Regions from separate parts of the Mus musculus genome. Here regions 2 and 3 are each linked to region 1. The links are chromatin contacts, called in public Micro-C and promoter capture Hi-C maps. All regions are on one chromosome and are shown on one strand. Each heading gives the region's core, a stretch centred on a gene start, on an enhancer-like site or on the middle of the called end of the contact. The rest is flanking DNA. Distances are from core to core; before and after follow the strand shown.

The links. Hi-C and Micro-C count contacts between places; a contact is called where the count stands out from the background. Capture Hi-C pulls out chosen DNA fragments and counts their contacts.
Region 2: a Micro-C map of embryonic stem cells shows a contact between it and region 1, with 2.1 times the contacts expected there. The contact joins the enhancer-like site here to the promoter of Spcs1 in region 1. A contact is called at or near these places in 5 of 39 promoter capture datasets (the C10 cell line, embryonic stem cells, hippocampal neurons and 1 more), 1 of 484 Hi-C or Micro-C datasets (embryonic stem cells) and 2 of 115 datasets of contacts at active chromatin or transcription factors (large pre-B cells and pro-B cells).
Region 3: a contact with region 1 is called in a promoter capture Hi-C map of adipose tissue. The contact joins the promoter of Prkcd here to the promoter of Spcs1 in region 1. A contact is called at or near these places in 2 of 39 promoter capture datasets (embryonic stem cells and liver), 1 of 484 Hi-C or Micro-C datasets (the HL-1 cell line), 6 of 115 datasets of contacts at active chromatin or transcription factors (the 230-238 cell line, bone marrow-derived dendritic cells, effector CD8 T cells and 3 more) and 2 of 9 other capture datasets (adipose tissue and liver).

The regions. Positions count from the first base shown.
Region 1 is chr14:30,999,895-31,003,786 of GRCm38.p6, forward strand. Spcs1 (signal peptidase complex subunit 1 homolog (S. cerevisiae)) reads right to left here and starts at 1,772. Exons shown (of 4, transcript NM_026911.3): 1 at 1,311-1,772; 2 at 950-1,009; 3 at 784-870; 4 at 1-328. The coding sequence starts at 1,523. The coding sequence ends at 203. It overlaps Glt8d1 (glycosyltransferase 8 domain containing 1), which reads left to right and starts at 1,539. Exons shown (of 10, transcript NM_029626.2): 1 at 1,539-2,103.
Region 2 is chr14:30,577,411-30,581,302 of GRCm38.p6, forward strand. No RefSeq gene overlaps it. Among named protein-coding and RNA genes, the nearest start is that of Mir3076, 7.2 kb to the left of the region's middle. Within about 2 kb of position 2,056, at least 67 of the 459 cell types and tissues checked have an H3K27ac peak or open chromatin away from gene starts, as enhancers often do. A contact at or near this core is called in embryonic stem cells and pro-B cells, where this site is marked.
Region 3 is chr14:30,624,079-30,627,970 of GRCm38.p6, forward strand. Prkcd (protein kinase C, delta) reads right to left here and starts at 2,130. Exons shown (of 18, transcript NM_011103.3): 1 at 1,902-2,130.

The DNA.
Region 1 (3,892 bases), core at 522-3,021:
TCCATAACAAGCTTATGAAGAGATGGTATAAAATAGTCATAACTTAAAATACATTTGGATTAGAAATGAAGCCATGACAATTAGATCTCGACACAGCTGTGCTATAAGAACATAGGCGGTTTAAGCTCATGTTTTGCTTATGAAAGCAATTCAGCTCATCTCACAGGAAACAAAAGCAGGTGCTGAATCATGAAAGTCCCAATCAGTTATTTTTAGCATGCCTCTTAATTTTTCTGTCCCCTGATTTCTTGTCTTCTGTGCCTAAGTCTTGAACAGGTAACCACTTTAGGGGATGGCGGCGGTAGATAGGCCATGGAGGAAGTGTCAGCTAGATCAGAACAGAGAAAAGGTAGCATTTATTTCCATTCAAGGTCTAAATGATCATTTAGTATGTCTGATCCCCAAATAACCACCATGCTAAAGATTAACAAACTAATGAGACAAAATATGTCAGGGAGTGAGAACAAGCCTTAAGTGTTTACACATACAAGTTTTAAGAACTAAAAGAAATATGAAGGCTGCGTGAGCAAAGCGAAGCCCCTGGCATATTCATTTTACTGCCTAGAGGAGATGCAAAAGACAATTAGAAAGCTCTACACCTTTATGTAGCGCAGGCCATCGGACACAACTTAACATTCTACTTTTCAAATAATAGAGAACAGAAACATTAATGGGAAAGACGAACAAAGAGGTGATTCTGGTTCTCACTGGTAGGTCCAACCAAGTCTCCTGAGTCAGAAAACTTACGCTACTGCTAATACGCAAATACCACAAATAGCTTACCAAACAGGAGAAAGCAAATCCGGCCATAACTATGTAGACAGTCCACCCAAACTGTTCAGCCACGTACCCGTAGATAAACCCAACTATCTGAAAAGAAACAAAGTATATAAAATGCACTCAAACCAAGAGAGGCGGGGTTAAGAATTAAAAGTAATGCAATACTTACTGCAGAAAAAAGAATGATCCCCTGAAACATCTGTTCAGCTAGTTTCTGCCCCTTGTAATCCTAGGGACGAAAAAGAAGAGGACGAGTTGGTCCTACTGCCAAAGGACTGCAATTCTCGTAGGGAACTCAGCGTTGGCATAAGGCAGCATTCAACACCAGGAGGGCCCGAGAGTAAGGAAGCAAACATGTAATTTCCCAGGGAAACTTGGGCATCTTAACAGACCACGGGAAAGGGGATCTATTCTGGGGAAGAGAAGGGAAAGTGAAGCCAATCTTAGGAGTGGCTCCGGTGAGGGTGAGGGGCTTAGAAGTCGCTAGGCTCCAAAGAGAAGTGCGGGGGATCGGGGACGCGCGCCCTCACCATCTGGGTGGGCAGCGAACTCAGGTGTTCCAGCATGGTTGCTGAAGACCGATACCGACAACGAAACGGACGTAGCCGATTATTAAGGAGTAAAGTTTGCGGGGGTCGATATCGAGAGCAAGGCCGACCAGCCGAGCGTTTCACTTCGGCCGTGGCCCCGGAAGCGGATGTCTCCGAGGGGCACGGACAACCCCTGGCCCCGCCCCGCGCCATCGACAAGGGAGGTACGTCTCTTAGCTTTCCTAGAACCCTGTACACTGCTCACGAGGGCTGGGGCAGCGACCTGGCCGGAGCATCGTGCACCGGTCAGCGCTCCTGGCCGCCCGGAGCTGTAATTGCGGCAGGAATCACTTGCGGGCTGCGCCTCCCCAGTTTAACGGCCGCCGGCGCGCTCCACGTCTCCATAGCGACGGCCTTTACTCGGGGAGGACCCGGGCGACGGGGCTGCCCCGTGGCGCCTGCTGCGCCTGGCTTTCTGGCAGAGGGAGGCACAGTCAAACTAGGGGTTGTGGCCCTACGTGGCTGCTGCAGAGCTCGCCGGCCAGTGGGCCACGGCCAGAGAGCAGCGGACGCGGACGGCCCGGCGGTGGGCCGGGGCCTGGGGCCTGCGGAGCGAGCGCTGAGCTGGCGGGGCGGGCTGGGGCGTGGGCGGCGGCCACTCCTCCCAGCGCAGGTAAGGGCGACTGCGCCCAGCCTCGGAAGGCGACGATTCGTCTGACGCGGCTCTAACCTGACCTGTCAGTGCGTGGCGGGATCCCCGGAGCGCCTCACCACGTCCCCATCACTCCTAAGCGTAAGGAGGCTACTAATGATCTCTAGAGTTAGGGAAGATAACGAAGCCACATTCTCCAGGGAAAGGAGACTGCCTCGGAGAAGAGCTGCGAGGCCCAAGTCGCCCCACATCTCGTGGATTGAGCTTCCGTGCCCCTATGTAGAGGGTCCCAAATTCGGCCTAACTTTTTGGTTGCCGGTTTCCATGGCTCATTCCCAGGCCAGTCCCTCTTGGTAAAGACCAGCCAAGGGCCGGGCGTGGTGGCGCACGCCTTTAATCCCAGCACTCGGGAGGCAGAGGCAGGTGGATTTCTGAGTTCGAGGCCAGCCTGGTCTACAAAGTGAGCTCCAGGACAGCCAGGGCTATACAGAGAAAACCCGTCTCGAAAAACCAAAAAAAAAAAAAAAAAAAGACCAGCCAAGGGGTTCCCTTAACCCTGTCTTTCAAGGGTTGTGTATTTCAAAGCGTGAGCCCTTCCCTCATGACTGAGCTAGATGGGGTGCCGAATTCAGACAGACCATTCTGGGGATCCCATCCTCTGGGGCCCGCTGCCTCTGTGGACTCTGCTGTGCATGCAGTCAGGCACAGATGGCGAGATGCTAGACACTCTAGACTGGGAGGTGAGTAGCCGATGCCAGCATCTACACATCCATGGAGCTACCAACCCATTAGTTAGTTAGTTAATTTTGATTAGCACAGTTGTGACTTAGAACTTGGAAACTTGGAGTGTGTCAAGGAAGATGTCCACATCACTCCAGTAATGTGACTATTGAATTAGCTGCGGGGGGAAAGCACCTATGTGATAGAGCTCTGGAAAGTGTAACCTGGGCTTTGGGGACGTTTCCTGATCGTGAAAGACAAGTGGGGCATAGCCAGTTAAGTGTGTGAAAATGTCCAAGTGTTCTTGTGCTTTGACACCATTCAGAAAAGTACAGACCCCCTTGACACTTCGGACCTTAGAGCCAGTACAATGAAAGACTACAACAATCTTCAAGGGTCTTTTTTCTTTTCTCCTTCCCTACACTTTCCTTAGTACATATGAATAGGCTCTCATTCCTCAGGGTTGTATCTCTACCAGTGCACTTCATAGGACGGGAGTTTGTTTTACAGACCATATAGTATTTGAACTATAAAAAGATGGAAAAACAAAATGGTTTTGCCTTGTTCCTTTTGACCCAACAGCTCCATAGGAATCTCATGCTTTTCCATATTCTGGAATTTAATGTTAGTGATGATTAAGATTGCAGTAAGAGCTCTTCTTTATTGGAGATCTGGACTCCTCCTGGATTAGCAAATCCAGGACTGTTCCACAAATGTCACATGCTTGCTGCATTTCTGGAAGGGATGGCCTTAGGTGACAGGATACAGCAGTAGAATTACATTTTCATTTAACTCCTTGTTTCTGTGGAACTTAGATTCACAGCTCACAGATGCACACATGCGATCATTCCATAACTGGGAAGGAAGAGTAAGATTGTCGGTGTAAGGAGAGCACAGAAAGATGCGATTGGTGACCTCCGCAAGAGCAGTTTGAAAATAAGACCAAACATCTGAGAACAGAGGAAGGAAACACACAGAGAGAAGAGTATTTCAGCTCATTTGAGACATTTAGTGTGAGGGAGGCAGAGACATGGACCTGTGGGTCAGTCCTCTGGAAGTGCTCCATCTTCTCCACCCTCCTCTACCTCTACTGCTTTAACTGGAAGACACCAGAACATGCTAGTGTGCGGATGGGTGTGATCCACCAGGAATGGCGAGAAGTTGGTGCTACACGAGAACAGTTGTAGGATAGGGTACAGAGCACCAGTGG
Region 2 (3,892 bases), core at 806-3,305, 420 kb before region 1:
TAAAACTCTTGCCTGGCAGAAAGTGCTAATCTCTAATGTAAACATTTATCTGGTCCCTACAAATTCCCTTTGTAGTCACTCCCCTTGCTTCTGTGCTTATCTCTGGTGGTGATATACATTTATCTGGTTCCTTTTGAAGTCACTCCTTTTGCACCTGGAATAATTCAATGTGCCTTGTTCTGCAATTTATTCTGTATTATAAAAGTCTGATGCTCGACTGGTAAATTACATTCAGATCCAACACCACTCGTGTGTCTGGCTGTTTGTCCCATCCTAATCTCTGCCCATCTACTCTAGAGACTCTTTCCTACGCAGGCAGAAGGGACCAGAGGGCCTGCGGCACCACAAGGTTTCTCCAGCCCACGTGGTGGCTCAGTAGACGCCCTCAAGCCAGGCTTCTTGACCCTCTGTATGGTGCAGAAACAGGAACTCACCCACAGGCATCTGAGTGCCGATTGGAGGAGGCCCTGCAGCACGGACATAGGCTAAGTCGTCACTGCCTTGGGGTGCATGAGCCCTTTGGTCCAATTGACAAGGCAGGAAAACTTTGTCCCAGGAGCTGTCCCTCAAGAGCCCAAGCCTGACACAGGAGAGAGACATTCCCAGCCCCCTGGACTGGGACTAACAATGTCCGGAAGTACAGAGGAGTCCAAAGCTATAGGAATGTCTTGTCTTGGGCTCCAGCTGCATAGTAAAACACAACGGAGGGGTTGGAGAGATGGCTCAGTTAAGGGCACTGGCAGCTCTTAAAGAGAACCTGGGCTCAATTTCCCAGAACCCACATGGAAGTCCACCATTGCATGTAACTCCAGCTCCAGGAGATCTGACGCCTTCACACAGACACACATATACCAATGCACATGAAAGAAAGAAAAGAGAGAGAGAGAAGGAAGGGAAGGAAAGGAAGGAAGGAAAAGAGAAAGAGAGAGAGAAAGAAAGAAAGAAAGAAAGAAAGAAAGAAAGAAAGAAAGAAAGAAAGAAAGAAAGAAAGAAAGGGAAGGAAGGAAGGAAGGAAGGAAGGAAGGAAGGAAGGAAGGAAGGAAGGAAGGAAGGAAGAAAAAAGGAGAGTTTAAAAACCACAATGGAGGGCTGGTGAGATGGCTCAGTGGGTAAGAGCACCCGACTGCTCTTCCGAAGGTCCAGAGTTCAAATCCCAGCAACCACATGGTGGCTCACAACCATCCGTAACAAGATCTGACTCCCTCTTCTGGTGTGTCTGAAGACAGCTACAGTGTACTTACATATAATAAATAAATATTTAAAAAAAAACAAACCCACAATGGAGAGCAATAACCACATCTGTGAGAGCCAACGAAGAAGGGTGGGATAAGAAAATTCAAATTTGTCGGGCAGTGGTGGCGCACGCCTCTAATCCCAGCACTTTGGAGGCAGAGACAGGCAGATTTCTGAGTTCGAGGTCAGCCTGGTCTACAGAGTGAGTTCCAGGACAGCCAGGGCTTCACAGAGAAACCCTGTCTGGAAAAGAACCAAAAAAGAAAAAGAAAAAAGAAAATTTGAATTTGCTTTTTTTCCCTGTAAGTGAGGAGATGCTGGGAAGAGTGTGGGGGACCCCAAACCAGCCTTTATCCATCGTGAACTATGGCTCCTCCCTAGCCGCATACCCCACTTACAACAGCTAACCTAACTCTCCTCTTCTGTATATGTCCTCTAGCTCCTACCCATAGGCAACCTGCAGCTAGAGCAGATCTGCATAGAGACCATTCCAAGGAGCAGCAGGGAGTGGCTGGGCCCTGGTGGGGAATGACCATCCCCTGCTCTCCCTCCCCATCTCCCCAAAGCAGACATTGCTGGCCTGATGGCAATGGCAGCTGTCACTCAGAGGACTGAGTGACAGCACTCAGAAAGAGTCACTTCCTGTTTTCTTGTATACGAGAATTATATTTAAATTGGGATGCATATATGTGTTCAGGGGTATGTTTAGAGGTCAGTAAGCTAGAAAAGGGATCGTGAGAGTGGGAGAGCTCTTAAGGGAGGGTGGGAAACAGAAGAGAATGAAACTGATGTAATGGAAAAACAGAAGTGAGAGCTAACTGGAGGAAGGGAGGGAGGTGAGGAAAGGTCACGGGGTAGACGGATAAATGAGAACTAAATAACCACACAGTCAGAAAGAAGTCATATCGGAACACTTCTTATTTTTTGAATCTAACCTAAATAACTATTTTAATAAACATTTTTTGAATAAAGGCCCCAATTTTTTTATGTACGAGCAAAGCATAGCAATACATGTATGTATATAAAAACGTCATAATAAACCCAGTATTTTATACGCTAACAAAAATTAATGAAAAAGAACAATGACCTGGCATGGTGGCACACACCTTTAATCCCAGGACACGGAAGGCGAAGGCAGAAGGAGCTCTGAGTTCAAGGCCAACCTGGTCTTGTAGACCATTAAATACCAAGCCAGCCTTGTCTCCAAGGCCAGCCTAGACTACAGAGTGAGTTCCAGTAGCCAGGGCTACACATAGAAACCCTGTCTCTGGAAAAAAAAAAAAAAAAAAAAAAAAAAAAAAGACAAAAATCAAAACAAAAAAAAACCCTGGAAGTTTCTGCTGAGCCCCTCCCCACTGTGCGCTCTCTCAGCCCACTGCTTGAATTCCGGTTTTTCTTGTGGTCAGACTTGACTTTTGTCTTTAACCCTAAGCCTGGCCTGCATAGGAAGCAGAGAAGAAAGAGGGCGACACTGTTGAGTGACTGAGAGTTTGGGGCTGAGGCACAGCAGATGCTCAGGAGCCAGCAAGGTCACTGGGGGATTGCCGGGAAGCTAGGATTTATTCCGAGGTGCCACAGGGTGGGGGTTTTTATTTGTGTATTCTGTCTGAATGGACTCCACCCCACAGTTACCTGGCAACAGCCAAGTAGGTCTGGACCTCTATAAAAGGGGCTGCTTGCCCCCTCCTCTCTCTCTTACTCCTGCTTCTCTCCCTTGCCTCTTGCCCCCTTGTTCCCCCTCTCTCCCCATTCCTTTACCCCCTCTCTCCACGTGGTCATGGCTGGCCTCTACTTCTCTACTCTCTCCTTCTCTCTGCTTTTCTCTGCCTCTGCTACTCTCTTAATTTTCCTCCCCATGCCCTAAATAAACTCTATTCTATATGATACCTTCGTGTGGCTGGAACCTCAGGGAGAAGGGATGCCTTAGCTTGGGCCCCACTGACACACACCCTTCCCCCCACACCCCCATAGAACATATCTTAATATCTCTTTATCTTCTTCTTTTTTTTTTTTTTTTTTTTTTCTTTTTTTGGTTTTATCAAGACAGGGTTTCTCTGTGTAGCCCTGGCTGTCCTGGAACTCACTCTATAGACCAGGCTGGCCTTGAACTCAGAAATCTGCCTGCCTCTGTCTCCCAAGTCCTGGGATTAAAGGCGTGTGCCACCACTGCCCGCCTATTTTTATCTTTTTATAATCACAACAATTTGAGTTGGATAGATCAGCTTCTAGAAGTTTCCCTGGTGATAAATTATTTCTCTGCCAGTGAAATGAGCCAATTCAAGCCAGATTTATTGGCAGGTTTATTGGGAGCCTCTGGGGGTGGGGGGCGTAGGGGGAGTTGTCCACTGGTCCCAGAGAAGTCGCCACAGAGAGACAGAAGGGAGGGAAAAGAGAGAAAAAACATGTGCAGAGAGAAGGAGGGAGAGACCAAGATGTCTGGATTATAGAAGAAAGAGCCACCAGGGGGAAGAAGCCCAGCCGGAAGGGTTAGGACAGAGGGCGGTATGCCAGGTCGGGACTGAGGGATGCTGTGAGAACCTGGAGGCCAGGTCCACTTTGGTGTGTTAAATATGCACCTCAGCTGGTTGTCCTGGGTGTGGTGGTGATGGGAGGAGGGTGTCAAGGGACAGCTAGGGACTGAGGAGGTTGCTCAGTGGGC
Region 3 (3,892 bases), core at 880-3,379, 380 kb before region 1:
TCCAGGAGCCAGGGCTGGGCTTGTGCACGCCAAGCACACACACAGTGCTTCCTGCTCCCATAAACTCATGGGCAGCCGGACACTCACCTTCCCTCACCTCCTAGCACACCCCTCCTGTTGCTATTACCCACACTCAACCTCTCTGTTACCCACAAGCCCCATCACTCCTCAATACACACCCGCAGTTTCATACAGTCAGACTGTGAGTCTCCTACCAGTCACCCTTTGCTACTGGAGTTCCATATGGCAGTGTCACCTTCCACACAGTCCTGTCATATACCTGAGCCTTTACAGTATCGTACAAAGATACTGTCACTGAGAAACAAAACACACACACACACACACACACACACACACACACAGAGCAGCCGCCCTCTGCTGGCCTGTTCACCACACCCCAATCTAATCCATAGCAGGAACGAGGAAACCCAGTCCCCTCCTCTGTCCCTGATCAGCTTGGTCATAGAGGATCAGTAGCAGAGGAAGAAGAACCGAATATGATTAGAGGCACGCTTACACACAAGCCTAGGGGGTCGGCACACCGATAGCGTGGGCTCCCACAATTAAAGGAATGAATGTACTCTGGCCAGAGGGTTGTTGTGATATAATGCACAGACCTTTGGAACACACAGGGACACAGAGACATGAGCAAGCCAAGGCACAAAATATACAGGGGAAGCCTCTACATACAAGGCATGATTACCAAGTTGCACGGGGCACACACCAAGCCTCAGAACACACAGACAGCCATGAAGTATATGCAAGTCACACGTGAAAAAGGACACATTCACAGGGGAAGTCCCACTATGACAAATAATACACAAAGAGACAAGATACACACTATACTCACAAGTCCAGACACAGATACTACAGCAACAGAAGCCAGACTCCTCCGAGGGCCCAGGGTAGCGGCCAAAGGAAAAAGGGATCTCCCCCACTCAGTCTAAGTCCTCCAGGTTTGAGTGGGGTGCTGAGTGAGGCTCCCTTCTCTCCCCTCCCCTGTATAAGAGAGTTGGGGAAGTGGGAGCAGTTGTGATGGTGCTCCCTCTCCACTGCCAGCCGGCAGGGCAGAGCACTCCCGTCACTGCTGTCCTCATCACCTTACTGGGCCCCCAGAGGGGGTGGCGTCTCTCCAGTGGGACAGAGACTGACAGCACCAGGCAGAGACCACCCGGAGAAGGGACACGGGGGATCAGAGAGGACAGGGGAATGGTGGAGGCTGGAGCCACGCCCAGCTCAGAGACAGATGGAAAGCCAAGAAAGACACCGAGACTGAAAGAAGAGATAGGGCAAGGAGGCGGCGCCGTGAGAGTCCGCCCGCCTGGGACCCAAGCACTGGAGGCTAGGGAGACAGGCGGCCCGCCCTCCGCCCGGTGGTGAAAAGGACCGGAGACTGGACTGGCAGGGGCAGGCGAGCGTGGGCTGGGGGTGCGGCTCTGGGAGGACTGGGTCGAGGGGACGGCGGATCTGGTGGGGGTGGGGAGACGGAGTACACGGACGGCGAGGGGCAAACAGACCTGGCCTGGGAGCAGAGGACCAGGCAAGAGGGGGTGGGGACCGACGAATGTGCAGAGTCCCCTGAGAGATTTGAGAAGATCGGACGGTCCCTCGGCGGGGATAAAGACACACAGGGGTGGAGTAGGGGGTTAAAGATGCTGGGAGTAGTCGGGCCTGGGCTCCAGCCGTCGAAGAGAGGGTCAGACCGACCAGGGTATGGAGGCACCGGCGGGTCTCCGTGCTCGGCGGGACTTTGGCTGCTCCTGGCTCAGTTTCTCAGTTTCAGAACCAGGAGCCAGAGAAGAAAGCGGGGAATGGAGACTACGGGCGAGGAAAAGGGGGAGAAAGGCCGCTGCGCCCTCGAGTTAACTCGGACCCCGCGCCCGGGCCCAGCTCTCACTCACCTCCCGACGCAGGGCCAGGCGCCAGGGGTCCCGGCGAGCCGGGGTCCGTCTCGTGGCGCGGCTCTCCCGGATGCGCGTGGACGGGGAGGTAGGCACAAGTCTGATCCGGACGGGTCCGGAGGCCAGTGGGGACCTCCCGGGTCCCGGCTCGAAGGGTAGATGTCCACGGGCCGCTCGCGGGATCCCCGCGGCCGCCGCCTCCTGCTCTGGCGCCGCGGCACACGGAAGTGCAAAGGGGAGGGGCTGCGCGACCTCACCCAGGTGCCGGCCCCGGTCCCGCCCCCACTCAGGACCCGCCCCACGGGCGCCCGCCCCTTCGAAGCTCCGCCCACGTGAGCTGGGGGTCCAGCGCGTCTCAGCCTCTTTGAGTTGCAAGTCCTTGGGTCCCCAGATCTGTTAGCCGTCTCTGGCTCTTGTGGCGCCTCGCCTGCCAGTGGCACGCAGGCCATCCCATCTCAGGGGACTAATTTATAGAGGAGGACTCCGAGGCCAAGTTGGGGGGTGGGGTTGAGCACTGCACACACAATGGAGCCCAGGAGGCACCGACGGGGCTTCCCCAACTACTTGCGCCCACACCCGGGACTCCCCACTGGCCAGCTGGCCCGCCTTGCCTGGCCTCATTCCTCTTCCTGCTGGCTTGAGCAGAGCCACGCCGCCAGGCCTGCCGGTTCCAGTCCTGCCCGAGAGAAGGAGCTGGGAGGTCTCCAGGGCGAGAGGTTCTAGCCAGTTTGTCTCAGCACTGCTCCTCAGACAATTGTGGGAATTGCCTCTGCCCCCATCTCACTGTCTTTCCTGAGCCCACGGTTCAGAGCTCCCCTTGCTCAGTCAAGCTCATAAGAGGGATTTGATTGTCAGCTGTAACTCATTCACTCATTAAGGGTCCCCTGGGCCCAAAGTCTGAGCACCAAATGGGAGCCAGGGACTCCATTTTTCTGTCCCCAAAGCCCAGAACACTAAGCTGTTACATTATACTTACCCAAAGAAATGACTTCCTGGGCTGGGCAGATGATCGTTTTTTCTAGCACGCAGAGAGCGCTGTGTTTGACCCCCACCACAGAGTAAACCACAGATGGAGGCTCAGAATAATACTCCAGTGCTCAGGGGGAGAAAGCAGGAGAATAGAGTGTGGACGCCAGCCTGTTCATGAGAGACCTTGTCTCAACAAAACCAAACAAACGAGAACTCTTCCTGGGAGGATACAAGAGGGTTCTAATAGCCCAAGATACCTAAGTTCCTTCTGGAAAACTACCTAGAAGGAATAGAAGTCTAGACAGCTCTTTGCCGACTGAGATCAAGAGAAGTGCTGCTGCAGGGGCTGGTGAGATGGCTCAGTGGGTAAGAGCACCCGACTGCTCTTCCGAAGGTCAGGAGTTCAAATCCCAGCAACCACATGGTGGCTCACAACCATCCTTAACGAGATCTGACTCCCTCTTCTGGAGTGTCTGAGGACAGCTACAGTGTACTTACATATAATAAATAAAAAAATAAAAAAAATAAAAAGAGAAGTGCTGCCCCACCCGTGGAGGCTTGAAACTTCCAGGGATGGGGGACCCTGGCAGAGATGTGGGGCTCCAAACCTTATTTTAAATGTACATTGGGGATTGAGCTAGAGAGAGGAAACCACAATGACTCGTCCCTTCTGTAGAAAGAGGAAGGCTGCTGCTTCCCTCTACCCTGAAAGAAAGAGGACCCAGTTTGAAAATTAGTATTTAAGTCCCCAGTCCTGATAACTGTCCCCACCCCATGACAGTGGATTCTTCCCACAAAGTTGACTGGGCAAATTGGATTCCTTCTGGAACCTTCTGCCTCACATCAGGCTTGTAAGCATGCTGTTTCCTGGGTCATTTCCTATTAACATTCCTCTACCTGTCTCTGCTGTGTCTCTTCCCATCTGTGACTCCCTGATGCTCTTCCCATCTATGCCCTTTCCATCAGCTAAGGGACCCTATTCTTTTTGTTGTTGTTGTTTTGTTTTGTTTTTTTGAGACAGG